2 separate regions of the Callithrix jacchus genome follow, and region 1 is linked to region 2. A link is a contact called in public Hi-C data. All regions are on one chromosome and are shown on one strand. The core of a region is the stretch at or near the end of the contact, and the rest is flanking DNA. Distances in the headings are between cores, read along the strand shown. Region 1 overlaps ENKUR (enkurin, TRPC channel interacting protein). Region 2 overlaps ARHGAP21 (Rho GTPase activating protein 21).

What was found. A called contact is a pair of places that touch in the nucleus more often than the background predicts.
Region 1: a contact with region 2 is called in a Hi-C map of skeletal muscle, with 7 times the contacts expected there. The contact joins two enhancer-like sites. A contact is called at or near these places in 2 of 3 Hi-C or Micro-C datasets (both in skeletal muscle).

Annotation. Positions count from the first base shown.
Region 1 is chr7:25,361,734-25,365,457 of calJac240_pri, reverse strand. The region is part of intron 4 of ENKUR (enkurin, TRPC channel interacting protein); the gene reads left to right. Among named protein-coding and RNA genes, the nearest start is that of ENKUR, 21 kb to the left of the region's middle. Within about 2 kb of position 2,282, at least 4 of the 16 cell types and tissues checked have an H3K27ac peak or open chromatin away from gene starts, as enhancers often do. A contact at or near this core is called in skeletal muscle, where this site is marked.
Region 2 is chr7:25,043,675-25,047,543 of calJac240_pri, reverse strand. The region is part of intron 3 of ARHGAP21 (Rho GTPase activating protein 21); the gene reads left to right. Among named protein-coding and RNA genes, the nearest start is that of ARHGAP21, 71 kb to the left of the region's middle. Within about 2 kb of position 1,298, at least 4 of the 16 cell types and tissues checked have an H3K27ac peak or open chromatin away from gene starts, as enhancers often do. A contact at or near this core is called in skeletal muscle, where this site is marked.

The DNA.
Region 1 (3,724 bases), core at 1,033-3,532, 320 kb before region 2:
ATGTTTGTTTACCAAGCCATGAAACAACTGTGCACCTAACGTCCTTTTGGTGTTGCTGACTAAGCAATCAGTGCTCATTAAAGATTTATTCAATTTACTTTTCTCTTATCAGAGTTAAGTTTTAAAGATCTATTATCTGGCCAGGCACAGTGGCTCATGTCTGTAATTCCAGCACTTTGAGAGGCCTATGCAGGCAGATCAAAGGTCAGATCAAGACCATCCTGGCTAACATGATGAAACCCCATCTCCACTAAAAATAAAAATAAAAAAAAATTAGCCAGACATGGTGGTGTGCGCCTATAGTCCCAGCTACTGAGGAGGCTGAGGCAGGAGAATTGCTAGAACCCGGGATGCAGAGGTTGCAGTGAGCCAAGATCATAACACTGCATTCCAGCCTGGGTGACAGAGCGGACTCTATCTCAAAATTTAAAAAAAGATGAATTATTGATAGGTGAGATAGTAAATAAATTCTTTTAAAGGCAATGTCATATTTTTATAAAATGAGTAAACTCATGTTTTAGTTCCAAGTGAATTTTATACCATTCATACCATGAGAAACAATTTCTGGAAACAAACAAGGATAGATGATCACATGAAGTATTCAGCAATAGTAGTAAAGACACCATTTCAGATTCTAACTCTGCCACTTAGTGACTGTGATTTCCAACCGTTCATTGCATTTATCACAGGATTGTAGAGAGAATTAAATAATATAAAGTATATTGACCACTTGACACAAAATGTGACACATAGTAAAAGAACAAGGAGTGAATATATTATAATATATGCAATTTTATTAACAGTATGCATTAGCCTTTGGTGATTCAGCCCATAGGAATATTTCAAATCAATAAAGCTTTGGCTCATTTGTGATTTTTTTAAGGAACTGTATCATGCCATTCCTTTTTTAAAAAAATTAATCACTGTCAGTCCTTGTGAAAAAATAAATTAATTAATTTTTTTTAAAGATGGGAGTCTCACTATGTTGCCCAGGCCGGTCTTGAACTTTTGGGCTCAAGAAATTCTCCTGCCTAGGTGTCTCAAAGTACTGGGGTTACAGGCATGAGCCCCTGTGCCCAGTCATTCTCTTTCTTAAACAGAGTATGCCAAATATAATTTAATCTTTTTGTGATCCTGCAGAATCATCATGATGAGGCTCCATTATTGTACTAAGCTGTAATGAGGTGTTTCCCGAAGTGGGTTGCCCTGCCTCACTGCACCAACTGACCAGAATACTGGTCAGTTTATTTGTATTGTCCTCTGCAGCTTCCAGAACACATTTATATCTAGGATTTCTATCCCTTGTTCAGTCAGGATGGGTTAAGTTACGCTGTGATGACAACCCCCAAACTTCAGTAACTTAAAGCAACATAGTGTTATTGTTTGCTTTCGCCACATGCCCTTTGAGGGTTGTTAGAGGCTCTGCTTCTTGTTGTCCTTCTCTCAGGACCCAGAAAAGCTAAACATTGTTTGCCACTAGACCAGACAGGAAAAGACACAGCAAGTCATCCACTCGTTCTTCAGGCTTCTATCCAGAAGTGACCGAGGTCACCTCCACTGACATTGAGCAAGTCAGGTCATATGGCCTCATTTTACTTTATGAGGACAACATGGGGAAGAGTTTCCTACCAAGTGTCCAGAAGGAGAACAGAATATTTGTCAATATTTTACTGACTAGCATACCTCCTCCCAACTGCTGCTTTTTCAGAGAGTTTTCCCCCAACCTCCTTGTTTATCTAAAATAGCCCTGACTATTTTCTTTGCTCTCACTATCCTTTTTTTTTTACTTCAGAACACATACATATTATTTCATGTTCTATTTTTATTTTTGTTGAGTCAGTCACCATAGAATGCAAATTCCATGAAGACAGAAACTTTGCCTTATTGACTAGTATACCTAGCACCAAGTACATTCTCAAATATTTTTTGAAGAAGGAATAACATAGTAGTTCGGTTTCTCTGGACAGTGGAATCAAACGCATTTACTAAACTGAAGAAAACACAGCTGATTGCTTCACTGTCAGTCCTTATTCCCCTCGCAGGGCGTGCGATAGGGGCGTGGCTCACTTATTGGTGCTCCGCCACTCATACCTCTAGGGGGAGCAAGCAGACGGGCAGGCTGTGGGGCTCCGGCTCCACAGCATTGTCTGTGGGTGAGTGTTTACGGCTCCTGAAGCCCCAGGGGGCGCTTGTTTCAGGGCGCTCTTTTAGTTTAGCTGTCCACAGGCGGCTTGTGTTAGCTCAGTTAGAGCCCCGCTTTATCACAAGGACAGAGGGCTTCCAGAGGGCTTTCTGTATCCCAGGATTCTTGCCTTGGTGTGCTGAAAGAATCACATGTGGGCTTGGAGAATGGCCGCGAGGGTTTTGGTTTGGTTTGGTTTTTGTTTTGTTTTGTTTTGCTTTGAGACGGAATTTCGTTCTTGTTGACCTGGCTGGAGAACAAGGGCGCTATCTCTGCTCACCGCAACTGCTGCTTCCCGGGTTCGAGCGATGCTCCTGCCTCAGCCGCCGAGTGCAAGGTTTTATTGAGTGGAAGTAGCTCTCAGTAGATGGGGGGAGCCAGAAGGAGATGGTTTTTCCCTGGAGCCAGGCGGCTCAGTGGCCCCAGCTCTCCTCTGACTACCCCGGCCAAACCACGTTGTTCCACAGGTCGATGGCCCGCAGGCATGCCGATGCCCATCGGTGTGCTCCTGTCAACGGCCTCCACTGTGCGTTCTTCCACCGATGTGTTCCTCTCGACGGCCAGTCACTTGTGTGCCTGCCTGGTAGGGTCTCGGGGGATTTTATAGGCCCAGGATGGGGGAGTGACAGGCCAGGGTGGTCTTGGGAAATGCAACATTTAGGCGGGAAAACAGAAATGCCTGTCCTCACCTAGGTCCATGGGCACAGACTGGGGATGGAGCCCTCACCAGGGACCCCACTCTTCTGTACCCAGCACTTCCCTGCCTGCCTTCCATAGCACTTAAGCAGCCCAGGAGCTACACCTGTCTTTTTTTGGAAAAAGGAACCTCAGAGTCCCAAGTCAATTTCCTCTTAAAGCTGATATTCTTGGTATATTTTAAGCATTTCTTTTTATAATGTTTTGGAAGAGCTTGTCTTTAACAAGACCACAAAAATATAGACTTCAAAATATTCAACATATTTCAGGTAAAAACTGAAGATTATAAAAGGTAGAAATGCTAACTCTGAGTATCTTATTCAAGATATTTCAGGTAAAAAACAAAGAACATGGAAGGTAGAAAAGCCAACTCTTAGGAGTAAAGTGTCATCTAAAAACAGGTGTGGGAAACATTCAGAAAAGGAAAAACGAGCAACGACAACTCCTATTTATTTATTTAGAGATGGAGTCTCACTCTGAAACCCAGGCTAGAGTGCGGTGGCTCCATCTTGGCTCACTGTAACCTCTGCCTCCTGGATTCAGGAGATTTTTGTGCCTCCGCCTCCTGAAGAGCTGGGACTACAGACACGCACCACCACGACTGGCTATTTTTTGTATTTTTAGTAAAGACAGGGTTTCACCATGTTGCCCAGGCTGGTTTGAATTCCTGACCTCAAGTGATCCGCCCCACTCAGCCTCCCAAAGTGCTGAGATTACAGGTGTTAGCCACCATGCCCAGCCAATGACAACTCCATTTTAAAAGGCAGGAATCTACTAGCTCTCAACAGTGGGGGAAAAATCATTGAATTCTGTCAATTTACAGGGTTCTGAGCAAAGGCTTTCTGT
Region 2 (3,869 bases), core at 49-2,548:
AGTGCTGGGATTACAGGTGTGAGCCACTACACCTGCTGGAACTTCTTGAAGTCAGAGTTTTAACCACCAGAAAAGGGGATCTCAGGTGGGGTATCCATTGGGTTGTTGACAGATGAATAGCATTTTATCAGGAGGAAGGAGAAACGGCATTCCAGAACAGATTTCAGAGGTATTTAGAAATTGCATTTGCCCAGATTTGGTGGAAGGATTTGAGGATGGGAGTGTATGTCTCCAGTTAAAGATGGCTTTGGAGCATTATGCTTAGCTTTACTGGCTTGAGTGACTGGTTAGATGGAGGTGTCATTAAATGAAGTATCGAAGGACATCCAAGTGAAATATATCTCTCCTTCCTCCGGAAAAACGAGCTTAGTTTGGGATAAGTTGTATTTCTGATGCCTGTAGAGAGTTTACTATCTAGTTGAAAATTTGTGTCTGGAGTTCTTAAATAAGAGGTAAGGGGTTGAAAATAGATTTGACAGTCATCATTTTATACATTATAATTAAGTCTTAAGCATAAATGAAACCATACACAGAGCATAAAGACATGTAGAATAAAGATAGGACTCTAAGAAATGGTCAGAGAAAGAAGAATCAGGAAATCTGAGAATAAGTAGTGGAAAGTTCTGAGGACAACCAGGAATAGTTGGTAATTTGCTTATTAGGAGGCGATAATTTTAAGTGGGGCACGGAGTGGAAAACTTGTCCTTTGTCATAGAGAATTCATGAGGATTTAGACTAAAGAGGTACAGTTGGACTGGACCTGACAAATGGCGGATTGGTAAAGTTACTGAGAACAGTTTCAGTGCAGTGGACGGAAGGGAGGAGGAAGACAAGTAGGAGTGGGTAAAACATAAACATTAGAGCATCCAACTGTGACCAGGTCAGGGTAGGGTAGTTGGTGATTTTGCCCCGCAGGAGATATTTGTTAATTTCTAAGAAACCCTGAATTAGAGGCAACTGAAGGTGAGTATACACTACATTTGTGAGAAGTGTGAAAAACAAGGGATAGAGATGAAGCTATGTGGAAGGGTGGAGAGAACTTTGTTGTTTTAAGTTTGGGAATCTTTTGTATATCCATGAGATTTGGAGGTAAGAATAGAGATTGTCCCACATGAAGTTTTACATGTGAGAAGGGATAATTATGGGGGCAAGGTCCTGAAGGAGGCTGATGACTAAATTCCTACTTGAAATAGGACAAAGGAAATGAGGACAGGCAAAGAAAAAAAAGTTGAGGATACAGCAGTTGAGTGAACTGGGAGGCAAGGTTATCCAACTAGTGTGAGGAAATCAGCATGGAACAGCAAGTTAAAGAGGGTATTGTGGCAGGGTGTGGTGACTCATGCCTTTTATCCCAGCACTTTGAGTGGGAGGCCGAGGCAGGAGGATCCCTTGAAGTCAGTTTGGGATCAGCCTGGTCAGCATAGCAAGACCTTGTCTTTGTAAAAATAAAAAAATAAAAAAGAAGGTTACTAGAAGTTTGAAACAGCAACCCTGAAGGAGCAGGAATTAAAATGCAAGCAAGAGACTTCTGAGCAGTGTCAAGAACTGAACTGAACTTGGAAATTGTAAATCAGTGGTTGTTATGCAGTTTTATTCAGCTGTAGTAGCAGGCCAAGAACAAGAACAGAGCAGGTGTATTTTGGAATTCTCCATAGTTAGAGATTGGCAAACCAAATGCTTTGAAAGGTTAAGGGGAAAGTAAGTTGATGGTGCTGGTGAATTTTGTTGAAATACTGATCCATGGGTAATCTTAATAGGAAAAAAAGAAATTTTTGTTTCATTTTTAGTACACGTGTTGCTGAAGCAAGCATGAAAGTAATTTCTGGAGGGAGACTGATAGTTTACAAGAATGGAGAAGGCCAAAGGGAATGGAAGGTCTCGATCAAGTCAAGTGAGGTTAATTGGTTAAAGGATTGAGAGGTGATAAAGTGAGATAGAAAGATAGTTGGTTAGAGTACCATAACACATTTTTCTGAGTCTGCAGACAAATTCAATTCTAGCATAACAGGAATAATAGGGCTATGAATCTAGATGTGATAATATTGTTTGTGAACTGTGTGACATGTTAGGGAAAAAAACCCAAAGCTACATGAACTTCAAATACTTCAGAAGGCATATACCAGGATTCTTTGTTCATTGTAGGATAATCAACGCCTGGCACATTTGTGAGAGCCTGGTAAATATTTGTTGAATGAATAACCCCTATCCACAGTCTGTCTTGCCTGAGTAGTTCATAATGCCAGAAAATTTTGATTCACGTCTGACACCTAGTGGTATTGTACTTAAACTACTATTGAGTGGCAGCATTTAAAACTATTTGAGGGAAATAGTACAGATTAGTTGTAGCATAATTGCTTTGTTCCTGAAACAACCCTCCAAGTCGGTTTTGGGAATTTTTACTACTGGCATTTTCCAGGCTCTAATTTTAATTAGCAAACATTTCTTGAGCATCTACTATATGCCGGGCACTGTTCTGTGTGCTGGAGATTTTCATGTGCTATACGTTCTTGTGCATATATGAACTCATTGAACTTGAATACATAGGTAGAGCAGTTGCATTGAGAATGGGCTACTTGTTAAGAAACCTAATTTAGGATTCTATTGTGATTTTTTACATGTGAAACCTAAATTTATTTCATAGCCTTTGGGGCTATCATTTCTGTCATGATACACTGCTTTGTATTAATGTTAAGTAGGTATAAAGAAGATGAAAATGGATTGGGTTTGTCAGCTTACGCTAGAAATACATTGTGCATAATGGTACATGTGAAGAACTATTGAAGGAGTTTGTTGTTTTTCCTTTAAGAAAATGTAAAGTTCTTGTCTGTCAGTGGTGTATATGGATGTATTCAAAGTATCTATGAATGAAGTGACATGATTATCTGGGATTTCCATTAAAATGTTTTAAAGTGGGTAGGTTTCAATGAAACAAGATTGACAGATTTTTAATAATTACTTAAGCTGCGTTCATGGGGCCTTATTGTCCTCTCTACTTTTGTGTATGCTGGACATTTCTACAGTAAAATCTTTTAAAAACTAGAGGGGTGTGGGTTGAAAGAAGGGTTAGCATGATTCAATTAGAACATGGTTTGCTTTTTTATATTAAACAGATTTTCTTATTTCATTTTTTAGTATTTGTTACTACTTGAAGATCAGGAAAAGTAGAAAGATAGTATGTTTTTATTAATAATACATATAATGTGATTGAGACCTGACAGATAACATTCTACTGACAGTATCCAGAGATTATTGGAATTTGGGCTTGGGAGCTCATGGTAATTGCTGGATCTGCAGATTGGAGACTTGGAGATATAATTTTAAAGTGCTAGCTATCACTCTGCAAGTGAGAGCATTTTGAGTGAGAACTTGGGGAACACCTAGATTTAATAAGTTGGCACATCTTTCTTAGTGCTTCTCTGCTTACCAAAAAAAAAAAAAAACTAACTAAAAAAGGACTAATAATCTGCCATAGCAGTCTTAAATTGGATTCTGCTTAATGACTTATATAAGATGTGTTTATCATATGATACATATGGATTTTTAATGTTGGACATTTGTGTCTCTGTTAGATTCTTAAGAAAACTATATGATACCAGTAAACCATGTCCCCAAAATAAAAGTTAGAAGCCTGTTGTCAAAATAAGAAATAATAGTTATGAAATATTTTAGGCATACAAAATAAAGGAAAAAAATGTTACTTTCAAATGCTTGCCACCCATCTTTGGTAAGCGACATAAATGACTGCAAATATAATCAGGCCATTTTATGCCACTCCTTTCCTCTTCCCTTCCCCTAGAGGTAATTACTAGACTAAATTTGGTAAATATTACTCCTTATTTTTTTTTTTTTTAATAGCTCCATAGTTCCTA